3 separate regions of the Mus musculus genome follow, and regions 2 and 3 are each linked to region 1. The links are chromatin contacts, called in public promoter capture Hi-C maps. All regions are on one chromosome and are shown on one strand. The core of a region is the stretch at or near the end of the contact, and the rest is flanking DNA. Distances in the headings are between cores, read along the strand shown. Region 1 holds the start of Virma (vir like m6A methyltransferase associated). Region 2 overlaps 2610301B20Rik (RIKEN cDNA 2610301B20 gene). Region 3 has its middle 41 kb from the start of 2610301B20Rik.

Region 1 (4,556 bases), core at 1,051-3,550:
GAATACGGACTTTGTTTGGCTGGGAATGGTGGCACCCACCTTTAATCCTGGTTCCAGGGAGGCTGAGGTAGGTGAATCTCTGAGTTCTAAACCAGCCCTAGTTCACACTGCAAGTTAGCCCCAGTCCAAAAAAAAAAAAAAGAATTTTGTTTGGTTTTAGTGCCTTTTGTTTTGTAAACTAAGTTGGGCTTTTTGGCTTTTTTGTTTAGTTTTGCTAGACAGGGTTTCTCTGCATAGTCCTGGCTGTCCTGGAACTCACTCTATAGATTAGGCTGGCCTAGAAATCACAGAGATCCACCTGCCTCTGCCTCCCAAGTGCTGAGATTAAGGTGTGCTTTGTGATTCAGTTAATGCCATTCATCCTCTACACTCCAGTGATTAGGCATTTTGGAGATAAGACTGTAAACTTCACAGGATTCCCAGTGTACCTCTTTACACAACATATTCTAACTCGAACCAAACATTTCTATACCTCTTACAAACCCCTACTCTTCCAAGATAAAGTCAAATGGGATTTTTTTTTTCTAAACCTTCAACCACTCCCGGAGAGTATTTTTTTAACCTGCTCTGTTTTCCTAGGATCCTTAATTTTTGTCTAAGAACGAAGGATAGAAAAGCCTGAAAGAATGACAAATTGCTTGGTAGACTAGTACTAGGTATGTATGCTTCTTCCAAAAAAAATTGTTTTAAGACAGACTCTTACTATGTAACCCTGACTGTCCTGGAACTTGCTATGAGAGTTCACTGGCCTCAAACTCACAAAGATCTGCCTACCTGGGCTTCCCAAGTACTGGGATAAAAAACATTAATGCCATGCCTGGTTCTTTCTTTAAATTTTATTGTTCTCTACTTCCATAAAGATGTTTGTTCTGGTAACAATTTTGCGTTTGGCAGCCATTTTGCGTTTTCTCAAGTCTGGCTGGAATTACATAGCCCAGCAGTCACTCATTCATTTATTCAAGAAAATGCAGCCGTACTCATTTCATTACTTCATAAGAGAACATTTTAAATCTCTTCTCATTCAGATGCTTATGTTTTCCTAGGTACGGTCTAAACCCAGGACATACAACCGAGAAAGAATAGGAGACACTCTACCCTACTTTCATGTTGTCATATTAAGAGTACAGTAGGGTTGGAGAGATGGCTCAGCGGTTAAGAGCACTGACTGCTCTTCCAGGGGTCCTGAGTTCAAGTCCCAGCAACCTCATGATGGCTCACAAGGAATCTGATGCCCTCTTCTGGTGTGTCTTAAGACAGCGACAGCGTACCCACATACATAAAATAAATAAATCTTAAAAAAAAAAAAAAAAAAGAATACAGTCTTCATAGAAACAAGACAATCCCCAAAGAATGACTCTCGAAATGATTAGGTTTCCGGTGAAACAAACAAATATGAGGCTTGTTCATTTACTCTCTCTTCCTCGCAGCCGAATTTCTCTGTGGACTTCGTTATAGTTCATTTTTGCGAATCTTCGTTAATTCGCTACATTCAGTACATTCAACTTAAGAATTCCAAGGCCTTTCAGGGACGCTAAAGTAATTCTGTACACAAAACTACGCAACACCCCACCTTCGTCCCCTGAAAACAACAGACTTGCTTTCTAATGACAGTCTTTAGTCCTTCAATACTGCATGATTCGCAAGTGTCCTCCACGCAAAGGAGATTCTCGTAGATCTGTCATGTCCTAATAGGTGAATTCCTTCCCAAACTATTGAAGTGCTATGACAAATTGAGCAATGAGACCGCCGTTAGAAGAGAGATAGAAGAGGACTTAGGATCCTGGATAGTCCGTACCCTGAGGGCATCCAGAACCCGACACTACTGTCAAAAACCAGATGCCCAAGCTCACGCCTGCATCCCACCCGAAGTACACCTGAGACCAAGGACCCTCCGCAGGACTCAACGCTGACAGGACAAACTGTCAGCAGCGCGACTGACTCGACTGAAGCCGCGGGCCCCAAATCAAAGCCGAGAAAGGCAGGGCCGCCGCCCAGGGCCACCGGGCTCGCACCGGGCTGGGGGAGGGGGTGTGGACCAGAGGACCCCCGCGCGCGCGCGACTGAGGGAGGACACCGCCCGGACGGCCCCCGACTCCGCAGCAGGGGTACCGGAACTGAGGGGCCGTGTCGAAATCGGGTCGCGAGGCCTTACCTCAGCGCTCGGATGTTTAAAAGTATCTAAAAATAGCAGCTCCATAGACGAGTCCACCGCCATGTCTGCCGCGGGCGGGGGACCGGGAGATGACTTCCGGGGCAGCTCTCCAACCTCCCAGGCCGAGGCTCCAGCTAGGGGGAAAACTGCAGTACTTCCGGTAAACAGGACGCTGTCGTCTCAAGCCTCCACCAATCCCATCGCAGCTTGCTGACTTAAGCCGTAAGCCCCGCCTCCTCCAGCGCGGCGGAGGGCGCCTTCTGCGAGCCCAAAGGGGCAGGGAAAAAAAAAAAAAAAGAGGGGCGGGGACTACGGTGTTTGCAGTGGTCCAAATCCCGTGGTTCTCCGGAGTAGCGGAGCCACGACGCCTGCGAGAGGCGATGAGTTCTAGAAGATAGGAAAGTGTGCCAAATCTAGACACACGGCACCGTATGCCTCCCACGAGGCATGCTCTCCAAACAAAACCATGCAATGAGGGAATCTGAAAAGACACTGTTTTCAAAGAGAAGAAAAGAGCACACACAAGGCCAGCCAGGAGTTGAATCCCAGCTTGAGCTACATGAGACCGTGTCTCAAAAAATGAGGGAAAGGGAGAAAGAGGGAGGGAGACAACTTGTCTCAGCAAACGAAAGGAAAATTTTCTCGTTTATGAAAATGTTAAATATGATGAATAATCCCACGAGCTGATTATGAGGATTAATTCTTATAAGGTTCAAAAAGGTATATAAATGAAACGTCACGAATATAAGAGAGAGCACAAAGTCTATTTCTGGCTGACAAGCAGTCTGCCAATTCCAGCATTTAAAGGACAAAGGAAGAGTTTGAGCTTCAGACCAGCCTAGACTACTACTCCGTGAGACCCTGCCTCAAAATAAAAAGTGTGTTTGTTTTAATTTTATGAATAGTTTCTCTGTCAAGTGCTGGACACTTGAAACTATACATAGTCCTAGGGAGTGTTAAGAAGGAATTTTTCTCTATTCTGGTCCTCTCAGGAACCACCCATCAAGACACAAAGTTGTAGCAAAACAAAAGCAGATCAGCAAAAGTAGGAACAGGCCATCAGGGAGAGAGTGGGGTGGATCAGCTCAGTGCCTAGGCTATCTCCCTCTCAGGGTTTATATAACTGTCTCTTTGTCGTGCTCTGCTGAGGAGGCTTAAAATGTCTCCATTCTCCTGTATGTTTGCCAGAATTGCTTTCAACTAGACACTGTCTATTCATTTGTTAGATTTGTTCAAGGTCTTGTATTTGATCTCATGACCTTCCCTTAGGACATTTTCTTCTTTTTAAAATTGAGGTTTCGGGGGCTGGTGAGATGGCTCAGTGGGTAAGAGCACCCGACTGTTCTTCCAAAGGTCCAGAGTTCAAATACCAGCAACCACATGGTGGCTCACAACCATCCATAACGAGATCTGACGCCCTCTTCTGGAGTGTCTGAAGACAGCTACGGTGTACTTACATATAATCAATAAATAAATCTTTAAAAAAATAAAAAAAATAAAAAAAAAATAAAATTGAGGTTTCACACTGAAGGCTGAGGCCAGGATTTTACAATAGACTGGCAGGCTATCTAAACAAGGAACAGGACTCAAGCTGTCTGTGGGATTCCCCTTTTACCGACGTTTTTCATGTCTATCTTCTGCTTAACAAGACTATGTGGGGAGGGAACAGCAAGTAAACGTGCATATTCTTCTCCCTCAGCTAGGAAAAACAAAAAACAAAACCAAAGAAATACCTTTAAGTCTAAAAGTCCACTCATACTCTTGTTTTTCTCCAGTTCTGGAAATCAAACCTAGGATCTTGAGGTTAGGCAAGTACTCTAAAAGGATCTATATCCCTAACCCACAATTTTTTTAAGCCAGTTAAGTAGCCCAAGCTGATGTGAAAATTGTACATCTCCTATTTCCACCTCCCAACGTTGGGATTCCAGGGATGTGCCCTTTTTAAGAGCAGTTTTACAATAAATTTCACAGACAGTATAGAGAGATCCCATATTTTTCTTTCCCCACCCCAAGTCCCCTTCTATTAATAACTTGAAGTAAGATTGTACATATATTACAATTGATCAGCCAATATTGATATATTATAATTACTGAGTATTGTACAGTTTTGACAAATACATCATTATCGATCCAAGGATACAATCTCTCATGAAATAATTTGTAAGCTTTTCAATTCTCTCTTCTTCCTAAGAGATAGGAGTGTGTGTGTGTGCGTGCACTTGTGTGTGGAAATTTTTGTGTGAATATAAGTTTTCATCTCATTAAGCTCAATATTTAGAGTAATCATGGGACCATATGATAAAAGGACCATCTATATAAGAAACTACCAAACTGTCTTCTAAATATTTATCTCATTTTGCACTTACCCAGCATTAAGAGTCAGTGTTTTAGATTTGTCTATTCT
Region 2 (4,556 bases), core at 555-3,054, 590 kb after region 1:
CTACCTCAGACACTCACCTGTGCCACAAAGGCCTGTGCAGGTGAACTCAAGAGGTCCACCTGCCTCTGCCTCCTGACTGCTAGGATGAATAGTGCACCACCATTGCCCAGGTGTTCTTGGGCCCTTTTGACTTCTCTATACTACTTCAGCTCTTGACATCTTTTGTCCTTGTTCAAACTACTTCTGACTCTCCACTCATGCCATCTGACTTCACCTCTCTCTGTGTCTTTAAAAATACCCCTTAAGTGCTAGGGACATACTCCATTCAGAGTTCTTGGCTAGCATGCATGAAGTCCTGATTCAAACTCTACCTTTCTGGGTGCTGGAGGTGAAATGTATCCATCTTCCCTTTCCTCTAGCTCTATTATCACATTCAGTGTGGTGTTCTCTATGCTGTCTCCCTCTCAGCTTCTGAGAGTGGCCAATGAGGTGCTGAAGAATGTCAACTGGATAAAGAAATGCTAAGGACTTACACGAAATAGATGCATCAATAACTTGCATCTTGGTTGAGATGACCATATTCTTTAGTTGTTATCCCCTTGTCTTTTAAACATATTCTTATGTATCTTGAGTGTTCAGTTTATTTTTCACTGATTTATGTAATAACTACCAGTTTAGTTTTAACAGTGTAATATAGCTCTAGTAATCACTATTTCTGGTAAACTATATTCTAAAATGAAACTATCAAACACCTACAGTAAACTAACTGGTGTCTCTTTTCTCTTGTAATAAGGTCTGGTCTTGAACTCACTGTCCCCCTGCCTCAGTTTCCAGAGCGTACCACATCTACCATTCTGGACGACTGAGACACTGTATGTTTCTCATGTACCAAGTCAATCACTTACCAGAACTTACTCTGTGCCTGTGCTTGCTACTGTTTCGATGTTACACACACCTCACTAGCTGGTCTTATAAAAATTCATGTCCATGTTGGTCACTTATGAGAATGCTTAGTCACTTTGTTAGATTAACCAGGAGATAGTGAATAGTAAAACACAAACCAAAACAAATCCAAAAAAACTCAAACCAAACCAAAACAACAGCCCCCCCATCACCAAAGAGGTCTGAAATTTAAAGTTAATTTTTAAACTGTGAGAGTAAAAATGGTTGAAGCTGAGAGCAGGTGGTTGAACCTGGGATTCTGGAACTACAGTAGACTTTTTTTTTGGGGTCAGGACTGCAAAACTTCTGCAGTTAAGACTTTTCCATGTGTTTGTATATTTTGTGTTGGAAACACACGAGTGCACAAGTGAGTTTCAAACAGAGTGATAAATGAAGAAAGCAAGATGCATGATGAAGCAGACAGGGCAGGAAGGGTCTGGGGAGAGGAATGGGGTCAGACATGTCAGGAGATGGAACCTGCACCGTCAGCTGGGAAGAATGCGACCAAAGGCTCTGATGGAGCTAAGCTGGAGGTGGAGAGAAGCTGGATGATGGAGGGTTCTGACGGTGACATCTGCATGCAGAAGGACCCGGCAGGATGACACCATCCTCAGAGCTCTGCTGTGAGAGTGAGCATGCAAAGAATGGTCTCAACAAGGAGGTTCCCGAGCAAACATCAGAGCGGCTACCTCTGTATTCTCATTCCGAAACCTATCCTTATGTAGGCTGACGGCAAACAGATTAAAAAAGATGAGGAGGGTAAGAGTCAGAGACCACGTGACTAGACCAACAAACAAAACACACAAACACTCAAGAAATGAAAAGCCCTTAGTACATTTTTTCATAGGCGAAACTCTTCAGAAACATACCTGAAGAACAGGTAGTCACATGACTTGTCCCACATATAGTCATTGTAGCTCACTATCCGGAAATCACAGGCTACACAACGCAGTCGGTCACATGCTCTGCTCAGAGAGAAGGAAATACGCATTAGAGATGATTGCTGTTTAAATATGAAAATATAGCAAATGCTCCAGATAACTGAATAAACAACAGAAAGATACAGCTTTACCAACTGTACTTGTTTGTACTAAAGGACTGTTTATATGTTCAAGCTTTCTGGTTAGATGTAGTAGTACACTCCTTTAATCCCAGCACTTGGGAAATATCTTAGCACTGTGATTTCAAAGCCAGCTTGATCTTTATAGTGAGTTCTAAGCCAGGTAGGGCTACACAATAAGACTCTGTTTCAAAAGAAACAAAACCAAAAACAACAAAAAAAGCTTCCAGGTTAATTTTCATATCTATCTTATAAAAGTCTTGCATGATATCTGCATATATACATATATAAATGAATAATATATGGGCATAAAATGAAGAGTGGATTGGCATATCAAGAATGTGAAATGCTACACTGAAACCAAACTCTCTTCCATTTATGCTTCAATGCTGGAACCATCACTTGCTGTTTCCAAAATATCTGGCATAAGTGCTTTCATTTGCCCATTACAAAAGGCTGCTGAGAACCTGTCTGCCTGTGATGTTCTTGGATTCTAGTGACAGAGTAACTAAACAGGATTCACTGTAAATAAGGTATTACTATGTTAGCACATGAAAGGAGCTTTGAATGAAATAACAGATTAGGGTAAGGAAATTAGGAATACTGGGTAGAGATGGGTTGGAATTTGAATAGGGTAGCCTGGACTGGTCTCATTAAGCAGTTTCTTTAAGAACGACTATGGGTTGTTTGAGGGAGCAAAAGATCATGCTTGAATAGTGATGGCAAAGATACAATGAATAGCAAGACTGTGGCTATGTTGGAGAATGAGGACCCAGTGCCTGTCTAAGGAGATGAAGTAACAAGCAGGTCTCCTGAAAGTACTACGAAGTAGAGGTGTATATGTGAACATGGTGTCTAAGAAAAGTGATACTATATACAAGTTTAAGAGAAGTATGAATTGCTGCTGCAGCGACAGAAACTTCCATTATTTGAAATATTTAATAAACAGATTCAACAGATACATTTGATAAAAATAAAAAGTTGACAAGTTGTTAAGACACACACAGGGAGAGGGAGAGGGAGAGGGAGAGGGAGAGGGAGAGGGAGAGGGAGAGGGAGAGGGAGGGAGGGAGGGAGGGAGGGAGAGGGAGAGAAAGAGAGGGAGGGAGAGGGAGAGGGGGAGAGAGAGGGGGAGAGAGAGGGGGAGAGAGAGGAGAAGGAGGAGGAGGAGGAGAGGGAGGGAGAGAGAGAGGGGGGAGGGGAAGGAGGAGGAGGAGAGGGAGGGAGGGGGAGAGGGGGGGAGGGAGAGAGGAGTGCACACATACAAGCATGAGCACACACACAGTAACAGGGTGGGAGACCCAGTAGTCAACGGCTTTTCCCTACACACAAAGTACTTACAAGGACAACAAAGTGAATAAACAAGACAGTCTCCATGGGACTAGGGAGGCAGTATAGACACTGGCTCTCAATACAAAGTGCTTTAGTCAAGGAATTTCTTTCAGACTCAAGTTTTCTTTATATATTTTCCAATTTTGCTTTTGCTCTTTTTGATAGTGCTGTTTCAATATATTTTACTAATATATACTTTTTTCCAGTAATATTTCTGCAACAAATAAAATAAAACAAGCCCATTAGTAATTTTTTTCCTTTCAAAATTCAAATATTGGCTAGGCAAGGTGGCACATGCTTCTAATCCCAGTACTTTCAAGATGGAGACAGAAGGATCATCATCGGCTACATGGTGAGTTCAAGGCTAGCCTGGACTCCATGAGACCATCTCAAATTTCAGATATTTAACCTCAAAACTGGAATACTGGGAAACTTTTGGTCTGAAAGTTTCCTTGAGAATGAATGTTTAATAATTCTAAAAGAATAAATCACAGTAATAACTAAACATTCACAATGTTTCATAAGCATCTTCTTTCAAACTGTTAGTGATTACTGAAGTTGTCAGTTCCTGGGGAATGTCAACATAGTTGCATTTAGAACACTTGAATCAGGCTCAGAATGTAAGTCAGGAAATACAAATGATGGTTCCCAAGGCTCCCATAACTTGTGTTCTTATGCAGATGTAGTTTATTACATGCTCACAACAGAGTGCTAACTTTAATACCTTAATACACATGTGCAATTTGGCTGAATTATTGCTATTATGGGAACCATAATTTAGATTTTCATGACATTTTATGTGTAAAATCTCAACCATTATGCTATATGTAGTTTTAAATTTAATTTAAAATTTAGTATTCATCAAATCTATTCACACTACTATATTTTCTTACAAACACTGTTCAATGAGAAAACTAAAACCAACATGCAGCTAAGAAATCATTCTGCTGCTATGATGCCCTCTGTTAGGTCATTACTAATGCTGGCAATGGGGTAATCCAGCCTTGGAAGTAACTTACAAATTCGTTAACCATGAATGCGACTGACTTGAACGATGTCTCAGTTTAACCCACCCGCTTGTTAATGATGCCGTGCTCCCACTACTATTCCATCACTCTGAATAGCTCACATCACTCCTACAGTGGGGCTTAATCCAGGAACCAAATGAATAAAACAAATGAGCATAACGCAGCAGGCTTCCTTTATGCTCAGGACATAAAAATTAGTAATTAGGACCTTTGAATATTCTCAGGACTGTTACATTTATATACCTGACTCCTCA
Region 3 (4,556 bases), core at 1,384-3,883, 570 kb after region 1:
GCCTGTGTGTACACACACATGTCTGCTTGCCTGTGTGTACACACACATGTCTGCTTATCTGTGTGTACACAGACATGTCTGCTTGTCTGTATGTACACACACACACATGTCTGCTTATCTGTGTGTACACAAACATGTCTGCTTGCCTGTGTGTACACACACATGTCTGCTTGCCTGTGTGTACACACACATGTCTGCTTGCCTGTGTGTGCACACATGTCTGCTTGCCTGTGTGTACACACACATGTCTGCTTATCTGTATGTACACACATGTCTGCTTGCCTGTGTGTGCACCACGTGCATGCAGGTCCCTGCAAGGCCAAGAGAGAGTGTTGGGACGTCCAGAACTGGAGTTACAGGAAGTCTTATGTTCTCCATGGTCGATGCTGTGAACAGGACCCTGATATTCTGTAAGAGCAGCATATGCTCTTAGCTGCCAGGTCATCTCTCTACCTAATGTGACTCTTCAGGGTCCTTAAGGTTCCTTGTCTCTTGCCTCTCTGTCCATGGCTACAAATAGCATTCATCTGCCTCCTTGATCCTGCCTGCTCCTTCCTCGGGATACCTTCGATGCCTCCTTTTGGCACATCGCAGTTCGCTTGAGTCATTTATCTCACTTTTAATTACATGTGTGTGTCTACAGTAATTTTGTTTTGAGATGCCACTCCTCAGCTCTCAATCTATGTGCTTTGGGTAGCATTGTCCAAACCCTGGACTCTGAAGTGGATCGTGTGACCAGGCCAGTGGGTACAATCCATCCCTGGTGGCTTCAGTGATTGGTTCGGGAGCAGGCAGGTGATGTACACAGTCATTCAAGGTTAAGGGCACCTGACTGTTGGGCTTTGGATCAGTGACTCTCATACTTCCACCAGTCTAAGCTGGTGACAATGTAAGCTTGGGTTACTGCAAGTAGCCCAAGAGATGCAGAGCCAAAGGAAGGCTCCCAGTGACATAATTTAAGCTCTGAATCAAACCGTACCTGAAGCCAAATCCATCTCGTCTGTCTTAGTCACTGCTCTACTCCTGTGAAGACACACCAAGATCAAGGCAACACATAAAAACAGAAAGGCATTTAACTGGGAACTTGCTTACAGTTTCAGAGGCTTAGTTCATTGTCATGGCAGGGAGCGCACTGCATGCATGGCACTGGAGCTGTAGATGGCAGCTACGTCCTGATCTAAAGGCCCAGAAAGACCCTGGTCCTGGCATGGGACTCAAACCCCACCCTCAGTGACACACCTCCTCCAACAAGACCACCCCTCCTAAGCCTTCTAATCTTATCAAAGAGTTTGTGGTGGGTTGAATAGGTTTGGCACTAACTAAGACAGAGTTCCAGTCCCTTGTGAGTAAGCATTCAAATAGATGAGCCTATGGTACCATTCCTGTTCAACCCCCATACCATCTTTGCACATTTTGGCTACAGGACCCAGCTGATTGTTAAGTAGGGAACTGTTTGGAACTGCAGTTGAACAGTCTCAGCATAGGCTTGGCCTATGCTGTCTTCCCTTTTACTACAAGTGAAGGGACTGTATTTGTGCCTAGGACCTGGCTCAGTCCCTAGTATAAGAGTGCTCAACAAATGAGTGAAGAGAGGTCTTAGAGCCACCCTTCCTCTCTCAGACCTAGAAACGAGACAGCTGGTGGTGGCTCTTTGTGGGTGTACTGGCTAGTTTTGTGTCAACTTGACACAGCTGGAGTTATCACAGAGAAAGGAGCTTCAGTTGAGGAAATGCCTCCATGAGATCCAATTGTAAGGCATTTTCTCAATTAGTGATCAAGGGGGAAAGGCCCCTTGTGGGTGGGACCATCTCTGGGCTGGTAGTCTTGGTTCTATAAGAGAGCAGGCTGAGCAAGGCAGGGGAAGCAAGCCAGTAAAGAACATCCCTCCATGGCCTCTGCATCAGCTCCTGCTTTCTGACCTGCTTGAGTTCCAGTCCTGAATTCTTTCAGTGATGAACAGCTGCATGGAAGTGTAAGCCGAATAAACCCTTTCCTCCCCAACTTGCTTCTTGGTCATGATGTTTGTGCAGGAATAGAAACTCTGACTAAGACAGTGGGTGACAGTCATATGATAGGGTCCCGTGGGAACCAGTTTTCTTTAGAGTAAGGAGCTTTAGCTACAAGAAAGAACTATCACAGAAAAAGCTCTTTGTGACTCATGAGACTCTCGGAGTACCTAAAATTCTCTTAGTAAAACCAGTTTCCTTATGGTTCTCTCTCTCTCTCTCCCTCCCTTTCTCTTTCTCTCTCTTTCATTTGCTTAGAGAATAACTAGAATTACCTTTAAAAAGTTGGGATAGGAAGGGGCTGAGGGTGGGGTGGGGCAAACATGGAATTGGGAACTTTTGAGCTCTGCCAATATGTTACCTTTTCAAAAATTACATAAGGCACTGGCAAATCTCAGAAGGTAAGGGACTTGTTGCTAAGCCTGATGGCTTGAGTTTGATCCCTACAACCCACATGGTGAGGAAAAGAACATATTTGGGCCAGTTGTCATCTGATTTCAACATGCATGTGTGACATGTCTTCATGAATGCATGTGCAGAGACACAGGCACAGATACACACACTCACTAAACCTACCATGAGCTGTTATCAGCTCTCCACAGCTGCGGGAGGGTGTGTGGCAGCTGTTTCCCTTTGGGGCGGGTGGTTAGGGGGTATGCTGGCTAGTCTTCCATCAACTTGGCACTCAAACTAGACTTATCTGGAAGGAGGGACTCCCAGTAGAGAAAATGTCTCAATAAGATCTGTCTGTAAGGCATTTTCTTAATTAGTGATGGATGGGGGATGGCCCAGCCCATTGTGAGTGATACAGTCCCTGGGGCTGGTAGTCCTGGGTTCTGTAAGAAAGCAAGGGGGCAAGCCAGTAAGCAGCACCCCTCCATGGACTCTGCATGAGCTTTTGCCTCCAGGGTCCTGCCCTGTTGGAGTTCCTGTCCTGACTTTCTTCAGTGATGAACAGTGATGTGGAAGTGTAAGCCAAGTAAACTCCTCCCCAACTTGCTTTTTGGTCATGGCATTTTGTCACAGCAATGGAAACCCTAAGATAGGGTGTATGTTTCTGAAAGGCTGGCAGGACTTCTTGCGTTGACTGGGGAAAGAGAGGTAGAAAGAGGGATGCAGAGGCTAGGGGACTATCTGGAGGGATCTGTCTTGGGTAAGGAAGGCCACACCTGATAAGCAAAAGGGAATAGAATTAGGCAGGCTTAAAAGAAGGGTATGGCAGCAAAGAAACTCTGGTCCTGGCTGGCCTTGATTCCCAAGACTGTTATCTTACAATGTTATATACCAACTATGTCTAGAAGCATGTCCTGTTAGCCTTCTGAGCCTGTGGGTTCTTCGGTAAAATGGAGAGGCTGGAATGACGACCTGGACAATGTGACTCCCAGTTCTGGTGTTCTCTAAGTACTAACCTTCTCTCCATGGTTCCTCTGTGAAATGAAGGGACGCCCCATTCAGAAAAGGTGTGAATGGCACCAGCCATGTGGTAGGTGCCTTAGGACACATGGAGCTTAAGCACCAAGAGCTGGAGTCAACCCAGCTCTCAAGGGCACGCACAGTTCCACCCTGAGTTTAGACATCTGTGGAGAAAGCAATGGGTTAGCCCGGTGTGCAGCCTCCACCTTACCTCCCCTCCCCTCCCCTCCCACAGTGCCTTCCTCTTCGGGCACTCTCATTGGCTGGAGGCTTTGAGACCTGCAGATTGTCTGGGGAGAGGCTGCTGGCCTTCACCTTAGAGATTCTCACTGCGGAGGGGAGACCCCACCTAAGGAGCTCAGTTCTTAGTCACAGGGTGGCAAATTGAGACTAGCAGCATGTGAAGATGCAGGTGTGGGGTCACTTGGGGTCAGGTGGCTGATCTGTGGCGCTGGAGGATACATGTGGGATCCTGGGTCTAGGATATTGTCAGGGTTTAGAAAGCAAGGACCTTGAGTTCAGGGTCTGATACCATGGCAACTGGCTACAAGCACAGGTACTGAAAGGGACTTAGTTCCTGGCATCCAGCCCTTCTGTAGGGCAAGAGCATTAACAGTGGCTCATGGGCAGGAGGAAGAGGCCTTTCAAGCCCTGCAAGACCCCTGCCCAGTGTTTGTGCTCATTTCTGTAAAATCCAGGATAGACACCAGGTAAATAGTGCGTGTCATTTGGGGCGGTAGAGTAATTTCTGATTTTCTATGCATTGCATTCTTATTTTTTATTTTCTGCAGTAATTATAAAACCTTAGAAACAAAACCATACCATTGCACCCTTGGATTGCATGTGCTGAACACCCATGTTCAAAGGTCACGAAGAGATGGTCTCCTGGCCTCAAAGGCCTGTCAGCACAACTCTGCCAACCTCAGCATCTTGGACTCCAATCACTTCTTGTAATGGAGGAGTCACCTTATTGCTGTCCCCAAGTCTCCCTAGGTTCCCTGCAGTGCTGCAGGAACAGACTGGTCAGGTGAGTCAGCTAACTTGTCATATTTTATTTCCACGCTGGCTACAGGCACATCTGGGCAGAAAGCATCACCAAAGACCTCGACAAGACTTGCTAAAGTGATGCTTACTCTT

Evidence for each region. Promoter capture Hi-C pulls out the DNA fragments that hold promoters and counts their contacts.
Region 2: a promoter capture Hi-C map of the C10 cell line shows a contact between it and region 1. The contact joins the enhancer-like site here to the promoter of Virma in region 1. A contact is called at or near these places in 8 of 39 promoter capture datasets (the 3T3-L1 cell line, the C10 cell line, embryonic stem cells and 3 more), 3 of 115 datasets of contacts at active chromatin or transcription factors (bone marrow-derived macrophages, embryonic forebrain and pro-B cells) and 1 of 9 other capture datasets (adipose tissue).
Region 3: a promoter capture Hi-C map of pre-B cells shows a contact between it and region 1. The contact joins the enhancer-like site here to the promoter of Virma in region 1. A contact is called at or near these places in 4 of 39 promoter capture datasets (cranial neural crest, embryonic stem cells, neutrophils and 1 more), 1 of 15 datasets of contacts at CTCF or cohesin (large pre-B cells) and 2 of 115 datasets of contacts at active chromatin or transcription factors (large pre-B cells and pro-B cells).

Annotation. Positions count from the first base shown.
Region 1 is chr4:11,483,702-11,488,257 of GRCm38.p6, reverse strand. It overlaps Virma (vir like m6A methyltransferase associated), which reads right to left and starts at 2,300. Exons shown (of 24, transcript NM_001347055.1): 1 at 2,153-2,300. The coding sequence starts at 2,215.
Region 2 is chr4:10,890,554-10,895,109 of GRCm38.p6, reverse strand. 2610301B20Rik (RIKEN cDNA 2610301B20 gene) reads right to left here. Exons shown (of 6, transcript NM_026005.3): 5 at 1,752-1,847. Among named protein-coding and RNA genes, the nearest start is that of 2610301B20Rik, 18 kb to the right of the region's middle. Within about 2 kb of position 1,804, at least 1 of the 459 cell types and tissues checked has an H3K27ac peak or open chromatin away from gene starts, as enhancers often do.
Region 3 is chr4:10,913,013-10,917,568 of GRCm38.p6, reverse strand. No RefSeq gene overlaps it. Among named protein-coding and RNA genes, the nearest start is that of 2610301B20Rik, 41 kb to the right of the region's middle. Within about 2 kb of position 2,633, at least 45 of the 459 cell types and tissues checked have an H3K27ac peak or open chromatin away from gene starts, as enhancers often do. A contact at or near this core is called in pre-B cells and pro-B cells, where this site is marked.